Regions from separate parts of the Mus musculus genome. Here region 1 is linked to region 2. The links are chromatin contacts, called in public Hi-C maps. All regions are on one chromosome and are shown on one strand. The core of a region is the stretch at or near the end of the contact, and the rest is flanking DNA. Distances in the headings are between cores, read along the strand shown. Region 1 has its middle 74 kb from the start of Enpp6. Region 2 overlaps Irf2 (interferon regulatory factor 2).

The links. A called contact is a pair of places that touch in the nucleus more often than the background predicts.
Region 1: a Hi-C map of CD8 T cells shows a contact between it and region 2, with 1.8 times the contacts expected there. The contact joins two enhancer-like sites. A contact is called at or near these places in 3 of 15 datasets of contacts at CTCF or cohesin (CD8 T cells, large pre-B cells and pro-B cells), 13 of 484 Hi-C or Micro-C datasets (the 63-12 cell line, CD4 T cells, CD4 single positive thymocytes and 9 more) and 13 of 115 datasets of contacts at active chromatin or transcription factors (the 230-238 cell line, CD8 T cells, DN3 thymocytes and 8 more).

What each region holds. Positions count from the first base shown.
Region 1 is chr8:46,909,603-46,916,670 of GRCm38.p6, forward strand. No RefSeq gene overlaps it. Among named protein-coding and RNA genes, the nearest start is that of Enpp6, 74 kb to the right of the region's middle. Within about 2 kb of position 5,004, at least 19 of the 459 cell types and tissues checked have an H3K27ac peak or open chromatin away from gene starts, as enhancers often do. A contact at or near this core is called in CD8 T cells, bone marrow-derived macrophages, microglia and 1 more, where this site is marked.
Region 2 is chr8:46,841,753-46,849,141 of GRCm38.p6, forward strand. It overlaps Irf2 (interferon regulatory factor 2), which reads left to right. Exons shown (of 9, transcript NM_008391.4): 8 at 3,069-3,115; 9 at 4,162-5,706. The coding sequence ends at 4,470. Among named protein-coding and RNA genes, the nearest start is that of Gm39170, 15 kb to the left of the region's middle. Within about 2 kb of position 3,384, at least 142 of the 459 cell types and tissues checked have an H3K27ac peak or open chromatin away from gene starts, as enhancers often do. A contact at or near this core is called in CD8 T cells, bone marrow-derived macrophages, microglia and 1 more, where this site is marked.

The DNA.
Region 1 (7,068 bases), core at 3,754-6,253, 69 kb after region 2:
TCTGTGGCCAATGAGTTTATTTTTAATATGAAACTGGGTAATGCAACATTCACTGCATATATTTATATTTTTGCATCTTCTTGATGGAGTGGTCCCTTTCTGTATTGACTTTCATATCTCTTATGACTAATTTTAGCTTAAAGTGCAACTTCATTGAAGCTCTAGTTTGCTGTCTGTTGCTTCAGTAATCCCTCCAACCACAAGGCAAGGTGTGGAAGGAAAGAGAAGCTTGAAGCAGAAATGGTGGAGGAATGATGCTTGCTGGCTTACTCCCTCTAGCCTTCTCAGCTTGCTCTTTTGGATAACCTAAGACTGCCTGCCTAGGTGTGGCGGTGTGGCACTGCCTACAGTGCCTTTGCCAGCAAGGTGTGTTTATTGCAGACAACAAACAGTTGATTCTATTTCATAACCCAGTCAGCAATTTCTGTAGTTTTTTTTTAAAAAGATATTTCAAAGACTCATTTAGTTATAATTTATTTACTCATATATTTAGTGTGAGTGTGTTTGTATGAGTCAGTCAATGAGGGTATCCACATGTAATCTTCACATGAGGAGGTCAGAGGGCAACTTGCAAGAGTTGGTTCTCTCCTTCCATCCCGGGGAATTGAACCCAAGGCATCAGGCCTGCCACTGGGTACCTTTATTCTCTGAACCATCTTATTAGCCCTGTGCTGAGTCCTCTGAATACAAGCTTAAGAGCGTTCATACTGATGATAATTACTGAGACATATTTGCTGATTGCTGTAATTTGTGTTGGTTGTCTCTCTGGTTGACTGACGCACACTTCCTTTTCTTTCTCTCTCTTTTTAGAGTTTTTCGGCTTACTGAGTTGTATGTGTTTGATTCTCTTCTTGTTCTAATTTGTTCATCTTTTCTACTTTGAAACTTGTTCCTTCCTAAGATCTCCTGCTTGTCAGTGTCTCTCTTCTTCCTCTGTGTGTAGAGTTTAAGTATCTTCCACAATTACTGGCTTGGTGAGTAGAGCTTTCTTTAGTTTATGTTATCTTGGAAGGTCTTTATTCCTCCTGACTTTTAAGATAACTATGCCGAACATGGTAATCTTGTTTGGCAGTGGTTCTCTGGACCTGAGGTGTGTTCGTCCATACGTTTCTGGCCATTAGTGCTTCTGCTTCAGGGTTTTGATGTTATTCTGATAACTCTGCCTTCTGGAGTTGGCATTTTTGTCTTGTAGGTTTTAATACTTGTGTTTCCTTCTCTCTTTTTTTTCTTTTCATGGTCCTAAATTTTTAACCATAGTGTGACTTGGACAGATTATTTTCTGGCCACTCTATTTGGGATTTTAAATGTTGCTGGTCCTCTGATAGCTTTATCTTTCTCTAGATTTGGGTAATTATCTAATATAATTTTGTTAAATGGGTTTTCCGTTGGTTTAGTTTAGTTTGTGCTTTAGATATGGTCTCTTGCTCTTCCCCCAGGATTCTCAAAAGCTATGACAGTGTTTATTTATTTCTTTTGTTTGTTTATTGGTGTCTGAGTGTAGCAGTCCCTTGAGTTTGTCTTCAAACTCTGATATTCTTTTTCCTCCTTGATGTAGTCACTAGTGATGTTTTCTACATTTTAAATTTGATTTATTGGAATTTCATTTGCAACATTTTTTGATCAAAATATCAATTTCTTTAGTTTTATTTATTCCTTTGTGTATATGATTATGTATGTATTTTTGTGTGTGCATTTATGTATGTGTGTGCATGTACATGCCCATGTGTGTGCATGTGTGTGTGTTTATCAGTGTGTGAAGGTTAGAGGTTGACATTGTCTATCTTACTTAATTGCATTCCACCATATTTTTTGAGACTAACTTTATGGGTAAGCCAGGAGCTCACTGATCTGGCCAGACAGGCTAGCCAGTAAGCTCCAGGATCCACTTCCCGGCGTTGGGATTGCAGATATGTGCCTGCATCTGCATCTGGGGATGCAAACCCAGGTCCTCACACTTGAATGGCCAATACTCTACCAGCCGGGCTATTCCCCAGCCCAAACTGCAACTTCTTCACCTGGGCCCTGCACTGACTTCTTACTTCCCTCACACACACGGCTGCTTCTGAGATTGCTCTCTTTTAAAGGTAAACTTTAGAATTTGTGTTGGGTCTTTCAGTATCTTTGGCATTAGTCACCGAGGGTTAAGCACTCCGGAAGAATCCTGCCATGCCCTTTCATGTTTCCTGTGCTTTGTACATCTCTTGGTATGGATATGTCTTCTGGTGTGTGTGTGTGTGTGTGTGTGTGTGTGTGTTCGTAATTAGCAACTTTTTCTTGAGGATTTGATGTCAAATTACAATTAAAGTAAATGGAAACTGACAACTGTACCGCCAACGACCACAGAAAAGAAAACGACAAACAATAGTGGAGAATATGCTATTAATCAAGGCAAAGCTGATGATAGTGGGTTAAATCAAGAAAATCTCCTGGAACAGGAAAAATGGAAGAGACAGTAAGGCTAAATAAAAGACAAGAAAAGAAAGAACGTGGGAAAATATAAAGAAGAGGCAGAGAAAAGAATGATGGCTAAAACAATCTGGTAATAGAATAAAGAAGATACATTGTAGCGTGTGGTTTCTACCACACTGATTTGACCTCCCTGTGAATTGCAGGTGCATACCCATCCAGGGATGCATAGATAGAACACACACATACACACATACACACACACACACACACACACACACACACACACACACACACACCAGTTAATCTTGAAATGCCTTGGCTGACTCAATGCCTGGGCACTCCTGTATCTTCTCCTGCTTCCCCAGACCCAGTTGGTGAAGTGGCCAGAGGTCACTTACCTGAAAGCTTACATAACTGGTTGGCTTTATCACCTGCACTACTGTGTCCTCTTCTCTTCCCCCCCAGTCTTCTGATTCTCCTCCTCTCCCTAGCATACAGGAGTCCCACCTCTTTCTTTCCACTCAACCATTAGCCACTGGCATCTTTATTGATAGATCAAAAACCAATTGGGGGTGAGGACCTTTAGCGTCAGTAAACACAAATCAAAGCATTAGAACCCCCCCCCCATGCACTGATAAAATTAAATAAACAAAGAGAGATAAAAATTAAAACATGGGGGTGGGTGGGTATGGGGGACTTTTGGTATAGCATTGGAAATGTAAATGAGCTAAATACCTAATAAAAAATGGGAAAAAAATAAAGTACACAATAGTTAAAAAAAATTAAAACACAATTTTTAAAAGATAAAATAAAAATAGCATAAACTATTCCAAAAAAAGGAAAGGGGAAAATGTAAGTGGTGGGGTACTGGAGTGCTCTCTTCTTGGGCCCTAGCACAGTCTACCAGGGAGTGATGGGAACTGAGAGCTCGTCCCTTTCCTACCTGTCAGGCTGGTCAAGGGTCAGCTGTCCTTCAAGGTTCTCTTCACCATAGAAGATTCCATTCTTCAGGAGTCTGCTCTGTGGAAGACATCCCACACCCCAGGATGCACCCTGGGGTAGATAGCGTTCTTGACACAGGTTAACAAGTGACCTTGTCAGTCCCAAGTCATGTACTCTGGTAACGTCCAAAAGCCTCCTCAGAGCGAGTAAAATGTTTAGTCAAAATCTGTGCTGCTTTAAGAGCGTTGTTTACTAAGACAACCTCGAAAGGATTTTTCTCTCCTCTCCGCCACCCCTTAAAAAGCAAACTGGATGTGTTTGCAAAGAGCGGGGAACTTCTCCAAGCATTTTAGCTTTAGCTTTAGGGACTTCTTGATCAGTTAATATTTTAATTTTAATTATTTTAAATTATGTGTATGTGTCTCTGTGTGGGCGTGGGCGTATGAAGGCAGGGCCTGCTGAAGCCGGAGGAGGAAGGATTTTCCTGAAGCAGGTACAGGTATCTGTGTCACCTAACACGGGGGCTGGAAAGCAAACCAGGGCCCTCTGTGGGAGCAATACGGGCTTTTAACCCTTGAGCCATCTCCAGCCCCCTGGCCAGCTTTAGAATATAATTTACACCACGGAAGTAGGTGAGAGGCAAAGAGACGTTAAGGTTTTATATTTAAGTAAATACACTTCATTTTTACTTTTTTGCAATGATAGAAAAACAAAACAAATTGGATTGATCACATGAGAAATAATCAAAACTGTAAGTAAAATTTCACCTGAAGTTGGTATTCAAGGTTGCTTTAAATTGTGGTTTTTACCTTTAAGGTATGAAAGTGTTTTGAAATAAGTTTTCATTTTTAATTACATATAGCTGGAGGAGGGGTGTCTGCGCCTGTGAGCGCAGGCGCACACGGAGAATAAAAGAGGGGCTTGGAGTCTCTGGAGCTGGAGTTACAGGTGGGCGTGATGTGGGCTCTGGGAACTGAACTCGGGTCCTCTGCAAGAACAGGCTCTCTTAACTGCTGAGCCATCCCCCCAGCCCCCAAGATGTTTAAACATCGTTTTGATGAAAGGAACTCTTAAGGTTTTAAGAAAACTTGATTCTCAAAAGGTGCTTTTGAGTGGTGGGTTGTTTTTTGTGGTTTTTGTGAGCTGAAGTCAGGAGCAGAGGGTGACAGAGGAATGGGAAGTCGGTCCTCTACAGACGAATCTTCCACTTCTCTGTGACTGAAAAGCACCGGAAGCAGGGCCTGCCTAGTCCTTTCTAGGTGGAGCCCTGGAGCCCTGAGCATCTCGTAATTTGTATGTGTTTTAATATTGCAGTAAAGAGGCATCACATTTGCCATTTAAAAAATTTTGGGGTATCCAAGACAGTATCCTTAATTATATTCACAATGATGTGTGTGTCACCGTGTGTGACAACAAGCATTTCGTTTTCCAGATAAACTCTGTACTAACCACACCCAGCCCCCAGCCCCCCACCTTTCCTGTCCCCTCCCCCCTCCCCCAACTCTCCATGCCCCGCCCCACCCCACGCCCCAGTCTCTGAGTACCTCCCTGCTCATTCCCATCTCTTATCCGGTTTCAATCTCTAGGTATCTTCAAGTAGGAGTAGACAACATTTGGCCTTTTCCTGTGCCTGAGTTCTTTCCCTCAGCAAGGTTCATCTGTCACAATCGGACTCCTTCTTATGGATGAGCAATGTTCCGTGGTATGGAAATAACATATACCAGTTTCGCATTCATTTCTTGACCATGATTTGAGAAAAACCACTCCTGAAATCAAAACAGGAAAAAAAAAAGTTCCAGCAAGTGATTAGATAGCTTTTGTTTGTGGTGAACCAGAGGCGGCAGGCATCAGCACGGGGCAGTTCATTCGAACGCAGGCATCACCCCTGTGGCTGGCACAGAGGCCCAAGCACCGGTCTCTACCCTGAATTCACAGGCTAAGTTAATTTCCCTCGGGGCCAGGGTTTGAACTGATCCCTGGTCGCTGAAGAGAGCATGACTCTCTGTCCTAAATTTTGTGTGGTGAGAATATTTTCACCTGGCAAAATGTTTGCAGCTGACTGCTTTTGAGGAGCACTGGGCTTTTTCTTTTAATCAAAAACCTTGACAGGATTTATTGTTTGTAAATTGGGAAGAAGGATTTGAGGCTTTAACACACGTAAGTGATATGAAAGGGCAAAAGAAAATGTGATTTCTTTTCCAGTTCCAGAATACATGCCACAGATGCTCTGTGACATAAGCAGCCTTTTTTTATAATACAATCTTATTTTCTTCTTTTCCTATTTCTTCTCTCAGTCCTTTGTCATGTATGAATTCCTCTATCCAATAATGTCAAATAATAATTACCACTAGTAGATTAAAAACTGTTTCAAATAATTAAAAAATATTAATAATAATTCAATCCCTTATGATAGGTAGTTAATTAGACTATATTTGAGTCATAGTCATGGTTCTTTAAACTGGCTCGCACCAGTTCTTAGTGACTCGTGCCTGGCCTGGTTCTCTCAGCGTCCTGAGAACTCAGTCGTTCAGTCCTGGAAACTTTGGAGCCACAGATATGCTACACAGAGATTGAATGTAGTGGGAGATATTTATTATTAATTTGCATGTGCATAATTAGTGTTAAATTATCTCACAGAAGCTTCGAGCATCCTGGGTGCGAGTGAACAGCTAGCTTCCTGGGAGAATTTGGAACATGTTTTCCTCACTGTCTTAGTCAGGGTTGTATTCCTGCAAAAAAACCCAAAAAAACAAACAAACAAAAAAAAAAAAACACAAAAAAAAAAAAAAAACCATCATGACCAAGAAGCAAGTCGGGGAAGAAAGGGCTTATTCAGCTTACACTTTCCACGGTGCTGTTCATCATCAAATGAAGTCTGGACTGGAACTCAAGCAGGTCAGGAAGCAGGAGCTGATGCAGAAGCCATGGAGGGATGTTTCTTACTGACTTGCTTCCCCTGGCTTGCTCAGGTTGCTTTCTTACAGATCCCAAGACTACCAGCCCAGGGATGGCACCAAGCACAATGGGCTGAGCCCTCCCATTCTTGATCACTAATTGAGAAAATGCCTTACAGCAGGATCTCATGGAGATATTTCCTCAAGAGAGGCTCCTTTCTCTGCGATAACTGCAGCCTGTGTCAAATCGACACACAAAACCAGCCAGCACACTCACTGTTAGGCACAAGCTCTGTCCGTGGATCAGGCACCTGCAACAAACAAGGAAAGAGCTGTAGGCAACTCAAGTTGTACAGAGGAGCCTGAACCCCAATCTCACCCAATCATCCTGCTTCTTCCCTTCTTAAAGTAACGGGGGCGTGGAGGGTGGATCCAGGGAGAAGTGCATGGGCCTTTGCAAGGTTTAGCTGAACTGGCTGAGGGAAGTTCTTTGGGCAGTTAAGAACCTGGTAGCCATAGACCTCCATTCACAGGAAAGCTGATTGGTGACGGTGGGAACTGTACTACTAATTGAACACCACAGACCTGCCTTCATACCCATGAACCCCTGGGACAAAAGGCAGAGCTTTGTTACTAGGGTGAGTATCCTCCAGGTTGAATTAAGGTGGTGATCCCAAGGGTCAGACCTAGTGTTCATTCTTTGATATGAGTGGGCTTTCCTGACTTAGGTGGATGCTTATTCGCTCACCTAAGAGGTAGGAGCACAGAATAAAAAGGGGCTTCAGGCAGGCTGGAGATGGGATCCTCAAATTTCTTCCCATCT
Region 2 (7,389 bases), core at 2,134-4,633:
ATTCATCTGAAATCGAGCCTGAGGAAACCCTGCACCTCTGAGGCCGAAGGCCCCTCAAGGCCACCTTCTCAAAAAGAATCGGCGTTAGAGACTGGTATCTTAGCACGCTTCACGCTGCTGTAACAAAACATGCGAGGCAATCTGTTTTAAAAGAGATAAAGACGGTGGCATGGCTCACAGTTTCAAGAGATTTCAGCTTGTAGCTACTTAGCCCCATTGCTTTGGGACTGTGGTGGAACAGAACAGCGTGGCTAGAACCATGTGGTGTGGAGCAAAGCTGGTCAGACCATGGTGGATGGGAAGGGGAAGAAAGACAGGAAGGAGCTGGGGGCCCCATGATCCCCTGCATAGGTGTGAGTGAGATGGTCTCACCTCTTACAAGTTTCCAACTCATCCCAATGTCACTGTCACCTAAGGACCAGATCTTCAACGCACCAGTCTTTGGGAGTCAGTTAAGATGCAAACCCTTATGCCCAGCTCCTGATGTGGCGAGAGGTTCCATAAGCACACCAGAGACCGTTGAACTTAATTTAGAAATGATTCTCTCCAGTCAGTGTCTGTGTCCACGGGGCAGACAGAGTATGCGTGTCTTTACTTAGCCGAAACTTTATTCCTCCAGTTGAATGCTGGTACTCACAGGACATTAAGGTTCTTATCCCCTTCCAGGTATATTCAAAGTCTTACCAAGGAGTTTAACCTAGCATCTAACTTCCAAAGCTTCCAACAATTATGGACTGGGCTCATGGGATCCTAGAACCCTGCCGACCACAGCTTCTTTCTTTCGATCCCCTGCCTTCCCAAGTGTGCCTGATGTCTCTGTGTATCCGCTTTTATTTGAAGGGGAAAGGCACAGGAGACTTTAGGATTTACAGAGAGGCATTAGGAGGAGAGTGTGTCTGGTCCTTGTGGAAGGAAGGGAAACTTAGGCTTCAGAGCACAAACAAAGCCAAGCCTGAAACTAGGAAGGAGCTCTTGAAGGTTTGCCAGCAGCGAGATAGTCTCTGTGCTGTTTGCGACTCTGGGATCCGAAGTTCAGTTTTGTTTTCTCCCCTCTGCTGACTCAGTCCGCCACTTGCCAAGGTTCTCAACATCTCTGTTCCCCATTTTTTTCTTCCTCTTGGGAGTGGCTGTCCTGTGTCCTCTGGAGGCTGAGCTAATGTGGCTTTTGTGTTTGGAGAGAAGTTTCCTTTTCTGGTCTTGGTTTACTTCTGCCTGGAAACATTTCTTGTGCCTATTGTCAATTTGTCTCTTTAGCTCAGATCACTGTCAGCCAAGACCTAGGAGATTTGTAACTCCCCCCCCCTACATGGGGATGTTTTGGGCTGGGCAGAACACTGTGAGGTGGAGGGGCAAAGATTTGAGTTTAGTCAGCCGGTGGCAATCTCCCAGGCCTGTCTGAAGTCTCTGGAGAACAGTGGCTGAGAGTAACGCAAACACACTCATTCCTGGAGGAGACTTTTGGATCTCGAATGCTTGTTGTCTGTTTCAGGAATGCACTGGGGTAAGGGAGGGTGGGGACAGTTTGTCTACTAGTTCTTTAATTTGCTATATGTGGAGAGCCTGGACTCTGGGCTATGCTCTGAATGATGGAAAGGGTTCTAGTTTGCCTAGAACCATTGACACCAGGGCAGAAGATTGTAGAAGGAGCTAGAGAACATATTGCCAGATGATAACAGCTGTTCTCTGGTTTAGGATCTTGGTAGGGGATGAACAAGACCTGGATAAAAGACTCCAGCAGAACTGAGCCATAGATCTTTACAAGTACTGTGTACTTTAGATGTTCTACTCTCTATGCATTAACTTTGGAGTGTTGTCAAACACTGAAAAAAAACTGTTCAGTATTCTTTTATTAACTTATAAAACTTAACATACAGATGATATGAAATTGCCAGTTACTCTATGTAACTCTGTTGAATCCAGCCCAATGTGAAAACTCAGAGCTAAATAGTAATTATACTACAGGTACTGTGTGTCAGCTCTGTGCAGGGCCTTCCCAAATGCCCAAACACCCTCTCCCTCATCATTTAATCCTCTCTGGAAGGTAGCAGGTAACTTTAGCTCACTCTGGTTAAGAACTGTTCTCTGTGTCACATAGCTGGCAGGTCCAATCGGGTTTATATTATCTATTGCTATGTAGCTGTACAGCCCTAAACATGATGGCTTACCACAGTACAAAACTCACAGCCTCTGGGTTGGGAATCCAGGGATGGCTTAGCTGGGTCCTTTGCAGCAGAGCCTTGCTAACCTGTCATTAGGCATTAACTAGTACTGCAACTCGTCTGAGACTCAGCTGTTGAGCCAGTGCCTCACGAAGCATTGGCCAGAACTGGATTCCTTGCAAGTGGGGAAGAACAGAGATTCCTAATTTCTTGCTAGCTTTTATCTGGAAGCAGCCCTTAGCTTAAATTTGCCATGTGGGCCTCCCTAACACTGCCAGCAGGCAAGAGAGTATCCATGAAAGACAGGTTGAATCTTACACGATGACATGAATTTGCTCATATAATAGTTACGTCGTTGATGTGTTCTGTTGGCTAAAAGCAAGTCACAGCTCCTATCCAAACTGAGGAGGACAGGTCCCAAAGACAGTAAAGGCTCAGCGAAGGGCTTGGGGCATCTACAACATGGTCACCTGCTTTAACTCCAGTGGAAGCTGGATCTCTATAAATCTAAGAGGAGGATGATACAGGAGAGATACAGGAAGGCTTCTTGGACTTCCTGTGACAAGAGAACATGGACTAGAAGAAAAGATGGTGTGCTTTTGTGGACAGAACTTCAGTGGGGAGGAGGTGCCTTGGGCACAGCACTCCACCCTGGGAAGCTGGGACTCTGGCAGCATAGCCTTGGAAAGTGAGCCTCCTCCTCAGCCCCAAAGCCCACTCCTCTTAGAGGATCAAGCAGAGAATTGAAATTCACTCCAGCTTGTTTCATGTGGAAGTGCTTGACCTTACAAAGTGGAGGGAGAGGGTACATGTAGTTTTGTATTTCTGAAGTGCTGGCATAGGTTTTAAAGACACTTCCTGCAGCCTCAAAATAGCTTGAGCAACAAGACTGTTTTTCTTTCTATACAGAAAGCGAAACTACCGACAGTGTGGCCAGTGATGAAGAGAACGCAGAGGTAAGCCAGTTTGTGTGTGTGTGTGTGTGTGTGTGTGTGTGTGTGTGTGTGTGAGAGAGACAGACAGACAGACAGACAGACAGACAGATAGACACAGACAGACAGAAAAACTGAGAGAGACAGAGAACATCCATATCCTACAATTCACCCTAGCTTTTTAGTCTAATCTTAAAATGAAGTGCTGGGCGGGGTTGAGGGAGCACAGTGTGACCCTCAGAAGAGAGATCAATATAACATGGCAGGAAGAGGAACTCGAAGTCAGGGCCAGGAAATGTTGATATTCTTCTGGCTGTAAACATCCTGATTTGCCAACAGAAATAGAATGGCCTACCCAGCCCAAGCAGTGAACAGAAAGAAGTAAGCAAGTGAACAGAAAGAGCTGAGTAAAACGATCTCCTCACAGTTCGGTCCCTTCCTCAGTGGCCCCGCAGAGAGGGTGTGTGTCCAGTCTCTGCTCCCCACCCACCTGCTTCCGGCTTCCCTCTTAGGCCAGCCAGGCTCACACAATGGCAGGAAGTGGCTCTAAAGCTGATGGGGAGAACAGGGATTGGTTGTAGGAGAAGCTGATGTTTGTTAGAATTCCTAATATTCCAAGTTTGGGAATTCTGAGAGGACAGTAGGCAGCCATGCTGACTGATTTCATGATCTGGTTTCTTCAAGGACCTTTAATCCCTTTTCTGCTTGGCAACCAGTAAGGCCAACTGTGGCTCAAAAAAAAAAAAAAAAACCCGTGTCTCAGCTCCACCCATTTAAAAAGCAATCAAAAGGCATTTGCTGTTTGTAAGCTCCTTACTCTATTCCTCTGAAAAGGCAGGGTAACTCATTAGGTTGGGCCATCCATTATGTCTGGACACTACCCAGTACCAAGCCTGGACAGGCTGAGCATAGGAGCCAAGCTGCCATCATGTTCCGTGTCTTTGTAGAACAGTCTTGACCAGGGACAGCTCATGGGCATTCACTTGAAAAGTAAGAGAAGGCATTGTTTTGCCTATGCCATTCAGCGGAAGGGAAAGAACGCAATGTATCTTGATTGTTTTCTCTGAAAGGGGAGACCACACTGGAGGAAGAGGAGCATCGAAGGCAAGCAGTACCTCAGCAACATGGGGACACGGAACACCTATCTGCTGCCCAGCATGGCGACCTTTGTCACCTCCAACAAGCCAGATCTGCAGGTCACCATCAAAGAGGATAGCTGTCCGATGCCTTACAACAGCTCCTGGCCCCCATTTACAGACCTTCCCCTTCCTGCCCCAGTGACCCCCACGCCCAGCAGCAGTCGGCCAGACCGGGAGACCCGGGCCAGTGTCATCAAGAAGACATCTGATATCACCCAGGCCCGTGTCAAGAGCTGTTAAGCCTTTGACTCTCCCTGGTGGTTGTTGGGATTTCTTAGCTTTGTGTTGTTCTTTGTTTGTATTATATTATTTTTTTTCTCTATGATACCTATCTTAGACACATCTAAGGGAGAAAGCCTTGACGATAGATTATTGATTGCTGTGTCCAACTCCAGAGCTGGAGCTTCTTCTTAACTCAGGACTCCAGCCCCCCCCCCCCCTCGGTAGATGCGTATCTCTAGAACCTGCTGGATCTGCCAGGGCTACTCCCTCAAGTTCAAGGACCAACAGCCACACGGGCAGTGGAGGTGCTGCGTTGCCTACGGTCAAGGCCAGCATGGTGGAGTGGATGCCTCAGAACGGAGGAGAAAATGTGAACTAGCTGGAATTTTTTTATTCTTGTGAATATGTACATAGGGCAGTACGAGCAATGTCGCGGGCTGCTTCTGCACCTTATCTTGAAGCACTTACAATAGGCCTTCTTGTAATCTTGCTCTCCTTCACAGCACACTCGGCGACCCCTTCTGTGTCCACTACCCCACTACCCACCCCTCCCTCCTCAACCCCTCCATCCCGGTCCTCTATGCGCCCCTTCCCCCCAACCAATCCCATCACAACCTCTTACCTATCCTTTCCCTCCCAACCCCTTCTATCCCAGCCCACCACCTACCCCACTCCTCCCCAACTCCTCCATTCTAGCCCATTACCCACGCCTCTCTCCTCAGCCCAGCCTACCCCATCCCACCCTGTTCCTTTCCTCCAGTTTCCTCTCCTCAAAGGCAAGGCTCTACATCTTGGAGGAGGAGGAGGAGAAGAAAATGAGTTTCTTCACCGCTGTCCCATTTTAAGACTGCTTGAATAATAAAAAAAAAATCTTTCTAATCTGCTATGCTTGAATGGCACGCGGTACAAAGGAAAACTGTCATGGAAATATTATGCAAATTCCCAGATCTGAAGACGGAAAATACTCTAATTCTAACCAGAGCAAGCTTTTTTATTTTTTTATACAAGGGGAATATTTTATTCAAGGTAAAAAAATTCTAAATAAAATATAATTGTTTTTTATCTTTTCTACAGCAAATTTATAATTTTAAGATTCCTTTTCCTGTTCATCAGCAGTTGTTATTACATCCCTTGTGGCACATTTTTTTTTTAATTTTGTAAAGGTGAAAAAAAAACTTTTATGAGCTCATGTAGCAATCAAATTATCCTGTGGATTGATAATAAATGAATATGGTATATAGTTAAAGATTTTAATGGGTATCACTTCTGGCTTTATGTGTGTCTACTTAGAGCGTAATCATGGATCAAAGCTGACAGAGTGTTTATTCTTGGAGACCGGCATGCTTTCCTTTGCTAACCACAAAGAAAATGAGGAGGGTCCTATGGTAAGGCTGTGAATAATTCCTCCTCCCACAGCAGTGGGCCTTGTGCAGAATGTCCTACGTGAGTTTCCGTCTTTGCTCATCACAGATGTGTCTAGAAAGGGTGTTTATCACTATTCCACAAGGCAGAAATCGTGATCTGAGATGAAGACTCTATACTCTAAATTAATGGGTTAATGTTACCTACGCAACACAAGACCAGGATGCTGGTGGAGCCTGGAGGGTCCCCTGGAGAGAGCGCAAGACCAGGATGCTGGTGGAGCCTGGAGGGTCCCCTGGAGAGAGCGGTTTTCCCACTCATTGTTCCCACTGTGAACAGAGTCCACTCCTCTGGGTGGGTTTCCTGTCCCCATCTGTAGGCTTATACTTACGGACTTGAGTTTGTGTTGAGTTACATACCTGGGCACAGGGCTAAAACACTCTCAGTAATGGGAAAGAGTTGTTAGGTTCTACCTTTCTGTTTGTCTCCTAAGACCTGGGGTCTTTAAACCAAGGCCCTGCCCTTAATGAGTAGGACTTTGAGACCACTGTTCTCTATCACCTAGTTGGAATGCATTTTCTTTCCCTTTGAATTTACCTTTATTGCCTTCACACACACACATACACACACACACACACACACACACACACACACACACACACCCCTTGGTGGTTCAAGGTACAACCCTAACCTTGAGGACATCACCTCCCTTACGTCCCCCCCCCCCCAAATCCTCAGTTTAAAAACTTAGCTGCCTTAATGCTAAGTTTTTTGGGGGCTGGGAAAAGATCGCCAAGTTAATGTTTGAAAAGGTCCCTTCAATTTATGAAAGGACAAAGGGCTCTTTTAAAGTCTATTGCTATGTGTGGCTGCAGATAGAACCAGTGACCATAAAATTATCGCTCCTGAACACAAGTCAACGGAAACGTGTTACTGTTTGGTGCGTTGTTGGAAATGTCTCACACAGGTGGTCTATTATTCCTTCTTTTGTTTAGATTATTTTATTATTTTTATTGATTGATTGGTTTATCTATTGATTGACCAGAGTAGGAGGTGTTTATTTTGATTCCCTAGGAGAAAGCATAAGGTCTTCAGTTATACGAGCCTCCCCTTTTGGTAATTTATATTAAAACAAAATCTCATTATTCATCCTGTTTTGTTTGTTTGCAAAACAACAAAAACAGAATAGAAATTAGGCCTGACTCACATGGTCATCAGCAGGCCTAGGATAGCCTGGGCTCTCTTATCCCCTCTCTGCACCCATAATGAGCCCTGCGGGTCCCAAATGCATGCCACAGTGCCCTAATCCATTCCTGTGGTGGGATCCAGACTAGTAGCCAAATTCAGGTACTCAAGGTAAGACTCTTTGCCAATCAGATGCTTAAAATACTCTCCTGAAAGGCTGAAGAAAAACAAGTGAGTTACATAAAGCCTGGGGGTGGGGGGAGGGCACCAGGAAGCCAAACAAACCAGATGGACAACTCAGTCACAGGAGCCCCAGACCTTGTCACTTAGAGGAAGTGCTGGGGACGCGTGATTTATTTAGTAGGCCTCTGTGTGTGCCGATATGGTTTT